Regions from separate parts of the Mus musculus genome. Here region 2 is linked to region 1. A link is a contact called in public ChIA-PET data. All regions are on one chromosome and are shown on one strand. Each heading gives the region's core, a stretch centred on a gene start, on an enhancer-like site or on the middle of the called end of the contact. The rest is flanking DNA. Distances are from core to core; before and after follow the strand shown. Region 1 overlaps Uimc1 (ubiquitin interaction motif containing 1). Region 2 holds the start of Uimc1 (ubiquitin interaction motif containing 1).

The links. ChIA-PET counts read pairs in DNA pulled down with a chosen protein or histone mark.
Region 2: a contact with region 1 is called in an RNA polymerase II ChIA-PET map of memory CD8 T cells, with 61 read pairs. The contact joins the promoter of Uimc1 here to the enhancer-like site in region 1. A contact is called at or near these places in 2 of 39 promoter capture datasets (the SN4741 cell line and macrophages), 1 of 15 datasets of contacts at CTCF or cohesin (CD8 T cells), 6 of 115 datasets of contacts at active chromatin or transcription factors (CD8 T cells, the SCID.adh cell line, bone marrow-derived macrophages and 2 more) and 3 of 9 other capture datasets (adipose tissue, liver and pancreatic islet).

Annotation. Positions count from the first base shown.
Region 1 is chr13:55,059,836-55,064,678 of GRCm38.p6, reverse strand. It overlaps Uimc1 (ubiquitin interaction motif containing 1), which reads left to right. Exons shown (of 15, transcript NM_011307.3): 8 at 4,337-4,413. Among named protein-coding and RNA genes, the nearest start is that of Uimc1, 38 kb to the left of the region's middle. Within about 2 kb of position 2,223, at least 22 of the 459 cell types and tissues checked have an H3K27ac peak or open chromatin away from gene starts, as enhancers often do. A contact at or near this core is called in bone marrow-derived macrophages and memory CD8 T cells, where this site is marked.
Region 2 is chr13:55,097,685-55,102,527 of GRCm38.p6, reverse strand. It overlaps Uimc1 (ubiquitin interaction motif containing 1), which reads left to right and starts at 2,228. Exons shown (of 15, transcript NM_011307.3): 1 at 2,228-2,331.

The DNA.
Region 1 (4,843 bases), core at 974-3,473:
ATAGAATGAGTTCACCGTAGTTAGAGCTGCACAATGAGCGCTTGTCTTTTTTTTTTTTTTTCTTTTTGATTTTTCAAGACAGGGTTTCTCTGTGTAGCCCTGGCTGTCCTGGAACTCACTCTGTAAACCAGGCTGGCCTCGAACTCAGAAATTCTCTGCCTCCCAAGTGCTGGGATCAAAGGCGTGCGCCACCACACCCAGCTTTTTTTTTTTTTTTTTAACTAAGTCTTTTTTTCTTAATCTTTTAAAGACCATTTTATTTTATCTATAGGTGTACACTGTTGCTGTCTTCAGATACCCCAGAAATGGGAATTGGATCCTATTACAGATGGTTGTGAGCCACCATGTGGTTGCTGGGATTTGAACTCAGGACCTCGGGAAGAGCAGTCAGTGTTCTTAACCGCTAAGCCTGTCTTAAGAAAAGAAACTAGGGAAAAGGTTTTCCCTAAACGGAAAAAAAAAAAAAAAAGGTAAACAAAATTAGATAAATGTTTGAAGAGAAATAACAAGTAAAAACATTTAAAAATATCTACAATATCTTCTACCCATTCCACCCCCCACACCTCCAAAAAAAAATACTTTATTAGGGTGACAGAATCAGAAGGATTTTGGTGAGTTTGAGTCCAGCCTGGTCTACATAGTGAGTTTTAGGACATCTAGGCCTACATAGAGAGATCCTATCTCAAAAAGCAAAATAAAACAAGAAAAATCCTGGATAATAGGGCTAAAGGTGCTTGTTCCCCAAGCTTGATGACCTGATCTGCTCCCCAGACGATGTGGTGGAAAGAGAGTTCTAACTTGAAAAAAATTGTCCTCTGATCTCTATGCCTTTGCATGTACACATGCACACAAGTAATACAAATGAGAAACGTAAAGTCCCTTTAAACATGTAGGGGAGAAAAGTCACACCTAAGCACAGAACAACATAACTACAGAGAGAGGGAAAGGTGAGCTGTTGCCGAAGCTTCTTTCTGGGTCCTTGAATAATGCCTGTGGAGTCAGGAGGAGGGTTGGTTGGACTGTGAACTGTTGGTGTGGCTTTCCTTTGGTTCATGTTGTTACAGAGTCTGTATTGCTATCTTCCAGAGCGCTCTTCACAACCATTTTCTTTCTTTGCATGTCAGGGTTTGTTAGATACACTTAGCTTTGCATTCTGTGGGCTGGACAGAGTTTCACATCCTCTTTAGCCTGCCTATATTGTATCTTCTTGAGTGGCTGTTTATCTAAGGAGTGCCTCCCGAGTGGGTTGGAAGTGTGGAAATCATATCAGCACTGAGATTGGTACAGGCAAAAGGCCTGCCTTGGTATTTTCAAGGCCCCCTGTATATTAATCACCCTACTGGAGAGATGCCTTTTTGTCTCTCATTACACCCCAGGTACTTGAGAGTTCTTGGGCTTAACAGTAATGAATTTAGGTAGGTGATTGTAAAGTTTGATCTGCTTACTGGCCTAAGGCTCAGAGCTATTAAACTCCAGCATAGCTCTTGTTGATGAGATCTGTTCCCGACCACTGAGCATGGATGGGTTGTCTTTCCTTAAACATGATCCAATCTAAGCCAGTCTCATGTTGCCTGTACCCTTTGGCTAGAGTCCAGCCCTGCTGCTGTCCACAACTGCTTTTAAGAGGCTTCCCTGACTAAAGATTAGTGGCAGATCATATTGAGGCATCCTATCTTGTAGATGTTCCATACCTCAGACCCCAGTGTAGTTCTGTCTTTTGTTTTTTAAATTTTTATTTATTTTTATGTGTATGGGTATTGTAGCTGCATGTAAATTTGTGTCTGGTACCCTTGGATGTCAGAAGAACACATCAGATTCCCAGACATTTGCAGCTGCCATGTGGGTGCTGAGGATTGAACCGGGTTCTTAGGAGGAACATCAGTGCTCTTAACCATTGAGCCACCTCTCCAGACTCAGTTTTTAACAATAGAATCCCCCTGACCTCCAAAATGGTGCCTGGCCATTGCATTCTAAGCCATATGGTATAACACAAATGAGATTTGTCTCTACTATAGATCTGTCTACTGGAGTAATCACTGCCTCATGGAAATCTCAAACTGGATTTGAGGCTTGTAAGGACTGGGACTTATCCTAGGGGTAGACCTGCCTTGCTTTTATCTGGCTTGCATTTTGAAGTGGCTGCTGAGTTTCTTCTGTGTGCTGAGGACCTGTGTAGCTAATGTGCTCAGCTTGATGTGTGTGTGGTGCCTTTGTTCTTGCTCTACTCCAGTATGCTTTCACTTCCTGTTAGATTTTCAAAGCTTTTCCCTCTATCTTTTTTGGCAGTCTGATTTTCCTTATTCTGATGGTCTCCTTTACTGGCTCCCACGAGGCAGCCATATTACCGTCTGCTTATGCACTTACTGTGTAATTACTATGTGCATTTCCAAATCTTCTTTCTTTTTTTTTAATGATTTCTTTATTTTTATTTTATATGCATTGGTATTTATATGCATCAGATCCCCACAAGCTGGTATTACAGATAGTTGTGAGCTGCACTACAGATAGAGTGATTACTGGAAATTGAACTCAGGTCCTTTTGAAGAGCAACCAATGCTCGTAACTGCTGAGCTATCTCTCCAGCCTTGTAAATCTTACTTCTTAAGCTTGTGTATTATTCAGGCCACAGAAATTCTGTACCACCTTTACTCAATACTCTTACCATTGTGTCTGGTTAGTCTTATCCGATACTATATTTGCATATTTCTTTCATTTTTTAAAAAAAGATTTATTATATGTAAGTACACTGTAGCTGTCTTCAGACACCCCAGAAGAGAGCATCAGATCTCATTACAGATGGTTGTGAGCCACCATGTGGTTGCTGGGATTTGAACTCAGGACCTTCAGAAGAGCAGTCAGTGCTCCTAACTGCTGAGCCATCTCTCCAGCCTACTTTTTTCATTCTTGATTAGTTGGAGTTTATCTTCCAAATCATTCTTCTTTAATAATAGAGAATGGCTAATTGGTTATTAGCTGGGTCAGGTTTCTAGCCACTTTTCCCTTTTGTCTGACAGTTGAGTTTGGAGGATTTCTCAGGAGCTGATCTTTGTATCGAGTGTCTGTCATCTCTCATATGGAGTTTAAGGCCCAGTTACCATTGCTGGAATTTAGGTAGTGGTCTTTATTAAACTTTCGGTGGATAGTATTAGGTGTCTGTCCCTATGCTGAAGAGTATGATGATAGTTTGATTCTTTTGCTGTTAAGATACTTTTGGAAATGTTCTAAACTGGAGTTGGCCTTGTGCTCTCTGTAGGCCTCTCTGTTTTATTTTGGTGAGCCTGTGCAGAGCAGATGTAGGTTTTAATAAATGATTACACACTTTGTCACCAAGAGAGAGTTGAAATCACATACAATGTGGTTTGACTTCAAATTGATTAGCCCATTTTATAAATGTCAGCAAATTGTCTTGTGATAGACTTTTTGAATAGAGTCCTAATGTTACATGCAGTGTAAACTGTGTCTAGCTTAGGTTTATAACAAATGTTCTGAAATGTTTTATTTAGAAGGAGAAATCACTTGTGGTTTCCTGTCATGGTTTAGTTATTTATCATGAGTCTCAGTGGTGGCTAGTCTCTCTTTTCTGTGGCTCTTGGTTGATGTGAGGATTTGTGTTTTTAAGTGTCTTCTTGCATACTTGATCAAACTAATCGTAAAACTCTGTGAAGCATGAGGGGGCTATTTCAGATTCTCAGATCTCTCAGCCATGTGTTCTGGTGTCAGGCAGAGATCACACTCCATGAACAAACAGGCAGGAAAAACCAGAAGGTTGGATAAGGAAGTCATTCATAATTAAGGTTTTCCCAGAAGAGATACTCAACTTGTGTGGGCAGATTTTTGCTGTAGGATAGTTTGGGATTTTATTTTATTTTTGTTGCTTGGAAAGCTGTATCTCAGGATAAAGAGAAACTTTAACTGTAACCTGAGGAGAAAGTACTGTGCTGTCAGGAGACTCTCCATGCTTTCTGCGTTTATGTGTCTCCTCCCTTCACAATGCTGTAACTGGTAGCCAGACTGCAAAACACCTTCGACAGTTTTATACTGTAGTATAATTTTGGTCTTCTCTGATAGTTACTGGTACTCCTTACCCTTTAACCTTCTGTTGTGAAGACAACAAAAGGGAGCTTTGTTTCATTTATGGATCTCACTGGACCCAAAGTTGAAAGCATGCTTATTTTCCCTCTACCTGGCTCCGTGCGCTATGGGTGCTTTGCTTTCTGCCTGTGACACTGTACAGAACATATCTGTTTACTTGCAGATATTTAAAGAACCATTGCTTGTGGCCTGTGCTCTGCTTTATTCTATGAGGAGTTTACTTGTCATTTGATTCTGTTTTCAGCATTGCAGCTTTGACCAGTAAGAGAAGTTTAGTTCTTATGCCGGAAAGTTCTGCAGAAGAAACCACTGTTTGCCCTGGTGAGTGCCCCATGGCTTGACTGAATTCTGATATTACTCATCTACCTTTTTATTCCTGTTAAGTTTCTGACTATTGAAACTATTCTGAGACGAGTTATTTATGATTTATGTGTGTATGTGTTTATCATTACATTCACGCTCATACACTTGTTTCTAGTGGACACAGGTTCTGATTATCAACCTTATTTTCTGCTTAGGAGTGATTTGGTTTTGAAATTAATATGACTCTTTGCTTGCTTGTCTACTATGTGATCTGAAGAAGCAACAAAAAGTCAAGAATAATCTTTGCTTAACAGTGAATTCAGACCCAAGGGGACTTGTGAAATGTTTATGTATTTTCAAAACGTTGGGCTGTTCTCAGGTCACCTTCATTATTAAGCATTGCCCTTTACTAGTCAGTTTTGATATGAGTTATTATGAGTTTGGGAAC
Region 2 (4,843 bases), core at 979-3,478, 38 kb before region 1:
AGGATTCTCGTGGAGAGTTCTGTAGATAGTTTGTTCTGCCTCACATCATCCAAAATGTGGGAAGCCACATGTGCCGTTGCTGAGTGGCACTGACTACTGATGGCCACCATGCATAAGATTGGACAAACAACCAATGTGTACATATGCAGTAAAGTTTTTTGCAAAAACACTGCCTGGCCCAGGCATGATAATGAGGTATGATAATGAGGTTCTGTAAGGTACTGAGAGTATAACCAATCAGATGTGAGACATGCAAATGAGGTATGATAATGAGGTTCTGTAAGGTACTGAGAGTATAACCAATCAGATGTGAGACATGCAAATGAGGTATGATAATGAGGTTCTGTAAGGTACTGAGAGTATAACCAATCAGATGTGAGACATGCAAATGAGGTATGATAATGAGGTTCTGTAAGGTACTGAGAGAGAGTAGCCAATCAGATGAGGAACATGCAAATAAGGCTTAGTGCATAACCAATCCGGGTGTGAGACACGCCCCTCCTAGGCCTATAAAAGCAGCACCAGTTCTGGGCTCGAGGTCTTTTCGCCTCTACAATCAAGCTCTCCCAATAAATGTGTGCAGAAGGCAGCATTGGTTCTTCGCAAGACAAAAACCAGTTCAGACCAGATCGGCCTTTCTGTTCTTCATATCTGAATAAATCGGTCACACACTTAAAATAGAGACTGCTCAGAGATGGGAGTGTGCACAGCCTGATGCTGGCTCGGGTGGAGGATTTGAGATTGCAGGGTGTGTTGGAGAGGAACCCGTGTCAAGTACATACAGATAAAGGAGCGGAGCTGCCAAGTGGAATGCAGCCCCGCTTGGCTTATTACTTGGGCAGCTCGGGCCAGAGTCAAAGTTGTGGCATGTGTCGTTAGTCCTGGTTTTTGACCCCTAGCTGAGGTCCTGTTTATTCCACTTTCTATTTGTCTCCTCCTCCCATTGCTTTATCATTACCACGATGTATCCATCTATCATCTGGTCCATTAACCTATGCTTTTAGGAGTACTGTTTCCCACAAACTATGAACTACTTTTTGTAAGCTTATGAAAAGCATATGAGAGTGTTCACATTTGTTGGCTTGCTATAATTTCAGTGAGACTACCCACCACCGTCACCACCACCATCCCCTTTTTGGGAGAGGTGGGGAAACGGACCTACCAATGCCTTCTGAGTTCTGAGATAAAAGTCCTGGCTTCAGTAAGATTTTTTTTTAAGATTTATTTTTATGTATATGAGTACACTGTAGCTGTCTTCAGAAGAGGGCATCAGATCTCATTACAGATGGTTACCATGTGGTTGCTGGGAACTGAACTCAGGATCTCTGGAAGAGCAGTCAGTACTCTTAACCACTGAGCCATCTCTCCAGCCCCTTCAGTAAGATTTTTTTGTTTGTTTGTTTTGTTTTGTTTTTTGTTTTTTTGTTTTTTTTTGAGACAGGGTTTCTCTGTATAGCCCTGGCTGTCCTGGAACTCACTTTGTAGACCAGGCTGGCCTCGAACTCAGAAATCTGCCTGCCTCTGCCTCCTGAGTGCTGAGATTAAAGGCGTGCGCCACCACGCCCAGCTTAGTAAGATTTTTTTAGGCGCTATCAAACCTTGAGTTTTATTTGTTAAATTTTATTGTAGGAATATTTCATATTTTATTCACCTTTGACATTTCTGCTGTTGCCTTTTTTTTTTTTTCCTCCTCAAGGAAATGGACTTTCTGGAGCATATATTTCAAGGAAATATATGTTGTAGAAATTTCAGTATTATTATTATTATTTTAGTTTTTTTTTTTTTTTTTACTTTTTATTGGTTCTTTGTGGATTTCACATCATGCACTCCATCCCACTCATCTCCCCCTACAATCATACCCGCCCTCCACTCTTGTAATCTCTCCTTAGCAGAGAGCAAGATTCAGTATTTTTGTGTTTTAGGATGCTTAAATTCCGCTAAGACGATCAGACATTAATTAACATTATACCATCTGAGAGTTTCTAACTAGTCATGTGAACATTTAATTTGAACGTAATTTTGGATTCATGCAAATAAATTAACCAGAGGAAGCTTGATGCAGCAGAGCTTATTTCGAAGGGTGTCTAGGGACCCTATTGGCTTTCTTTGGTTTCCCCTAAACCCCTCTCTTAACAGCACTCAGGGACCCAGGAACTGTGTGAGCATACAGCGGCCCACAGGGCTCCGCGCCTGCGCGCCCCGCCCCTCGCCCCGCCCCTCCCCGCCCCTGCCGCCTCGCGCCGCCGCGCGGGCTCTCCTCTTTCTAAAGAGTTGCGGCCGCTCGCGACCCCCAGCGTTCAGGAGGCGCTGGGCGGCGCTGCCAGATCCGCGGTGAGTACGCGTCGCCTCTGCACTCCGCGGCCGTCGGGGCCGCCTGCTTCTCGCTGTCTGCCGGGCGGCTGCCGCTGCTCCCGAGGCGCGCCTCGCAGCGACTAGGCCTCTCGGCCGGGCGGAAGCCGATGCCGGCCGGGTCGCTCTCGCAGCTGCCGGGCAGCCCGGGCGCTCGCGCCCCCCGGGGTTCCCCTCCCTCTGCGGGCGGCGGTCGTCGTCCGGAGCGCCCTCTCTTGCTATCCGAGCTTCCTGGTAGCCTGGTCGCCCGCCCGGCTAACGGACCGTCCGAGGACCGCCTAGGCCCGCTGCCTGCCCCACGTTACTTTGCTTGTCTTGTGGTAGTTGGCTTCATTAGTTCTTCGGCCGCCCGAGACACCGCTACCACCCGGGTCTCTCTGTGTAGCTCTGGTTGGCTTTGAACTCACAGGGTACCCAAGATGGCTTCTATAGAACTCGCCAACCTCCTGCCTCAGTCTCCCGAGAAATATTTTCCCCTGGAAATCTATCATTTACCACTTAACGTAGCCAGTCGAGCCTAGTGCGTTTCTCTCGTGGCTGATGACAGGCGGTGTGTCAGAAACCTGTGAGACCAGAGCGTTGGTCCTCTCAGAGATGGAGTTGGGTGTGAATCTGGACCACTTCGCTCCAGGCTTCTTGCATGTAGTCATCATATGATGTACGGGCAACGCTGCGGAAAAAGTGAGCCCAATGGTTAGGGTGTTGTTGGGTTTGTAGCACAGTCAAAGAAAGTCTACTTGTGGAGCCAGACGCATGAGTGTCATTTCCCGGCATAGCCACTTGCCAACTCCTTTTTTACTAAAGTTCCTAATGTGTTAGGGCGCGTTAGGGTTCTTGAGAGAAACAACCTCAGTATTGGGTGTGAGAAACCTACAAGTTTGTCTATTGATTCAGGCAGTGATAACTTATTGCTCCGGGTGCGTTTGAAATCTTTTATTTTTGCACACTTGTGGGCACACTGGGTGTGAACACACACACGGGCACACACACACACCACCCTCCACCACTACACCGATGTTAGTGGGAATCTTCTTAAATGTCTCTCCATCTTAATTGGGGCAGGGTCTCTTGGAGTTGGTTGGTATGTCTGGCTGGCTTCCTCGGGGATCCCCCTACTCACTATCCACCTGCTGGAATTTACCCACTGAATAATCTCCCCTGAATTCTGTTGCTATATGTGTATGTATGTGTGTGTGTAAGAGAGAGAGAGAGAGAGAGAGAGAGAGAGAGAGAGAGAGAGAGAGAGAGAGATTTTATAGGTATGCATTTACTTTACTCAGTTACAGAAACAAATCACTTTTAATTGTAATCAATTGATAAAGGAGTTTATTCTATCAAGCTTTCTCACTTCTTCTTTTGTGCTGGAGATCAACTCCAAGAGCCTTGTGCATTTATAAGTTTTATTTTATGTTTTTGAGACAAAGTCTCACTATATAGTTCTGCCTGGCCTGAAAATTGCTATGTAGACCATGCTGGCTCAAACTTACAGGGATCCTCCTGCTTCTGCCTCCCAAGTGGTGGAATTCAAGGCTCTATTATTGTTATTATTATTATTATTATTATTATTACTACTACTACTACTACTACTACTATTATTACTGGTTTTTCGAGACAGGGTTTCTCTGTGTAGCCCTGGCTGTCCTGGAACTCACTCTGTAGACTAGGCTGGCCTCAAACTCAGAAATCCGCCTGCCTCTGCCTCCCAAGTGCTGGGATTAAAGGCATGTGTCACCACTGTCCAGCTGGCTATGTTTTTTTAATAAAATAAAGATAAATTTTATTTTAAATTTTAAAATAAAAAATAATTTAAAAAATTGTTAGAACCTGCACTCCTGTGTACATGTATACACAGACACACTTAAAAATATTAAAAAGCTGGGCAGTGGTGGCGCACACCTTTGGGAGGCAGAGGCAGGTGGATTTCTGAGTTCGAGGCCAGCTGGTCTACAAAGTGAGTTCCAGGACAGCCTGGGCTATACAGAGAAACCCTGTCTCGAAAAACAAAACAAAACAAAAAAAATGGGCTGGAGAGATTGCTCAGCAGTTAAGAGCATTGACTAATCTTCTGGAGGTCCTGAGTTCAAATCCCAGCAACCACAGGGTAGCTCACAACCATCCGCAGTGAGATCTGGCGCCCTCTTCTGGTGTGTCTGAAGACAGCTACAGTGTACTTACATACAATAAATAAATTTTAAAAATTAATAATAATAAAAAATAAAGTTAAAGAAGATGTCAACTATAAGTATCATAAATTACAGATTTTAGAAAAATTACTTGTATTGAAGATATAGCTGCTATTGGCATACTGTTTTTTAGTAATACAACAGGAATAGGAAATGTGTAAGTTAGAAGCCACTTCATATAGGGTATTTTCCTAGGGGTATTTTTCCTAGGGTCCTAATTAACTTCTCCAGGTTTCTCCTATGCTAATTCCTACTTTGATGTCATATGCTCGTCTAGCTTTAAAGGTTACTTCTTTGTTTTTGATGTTGTG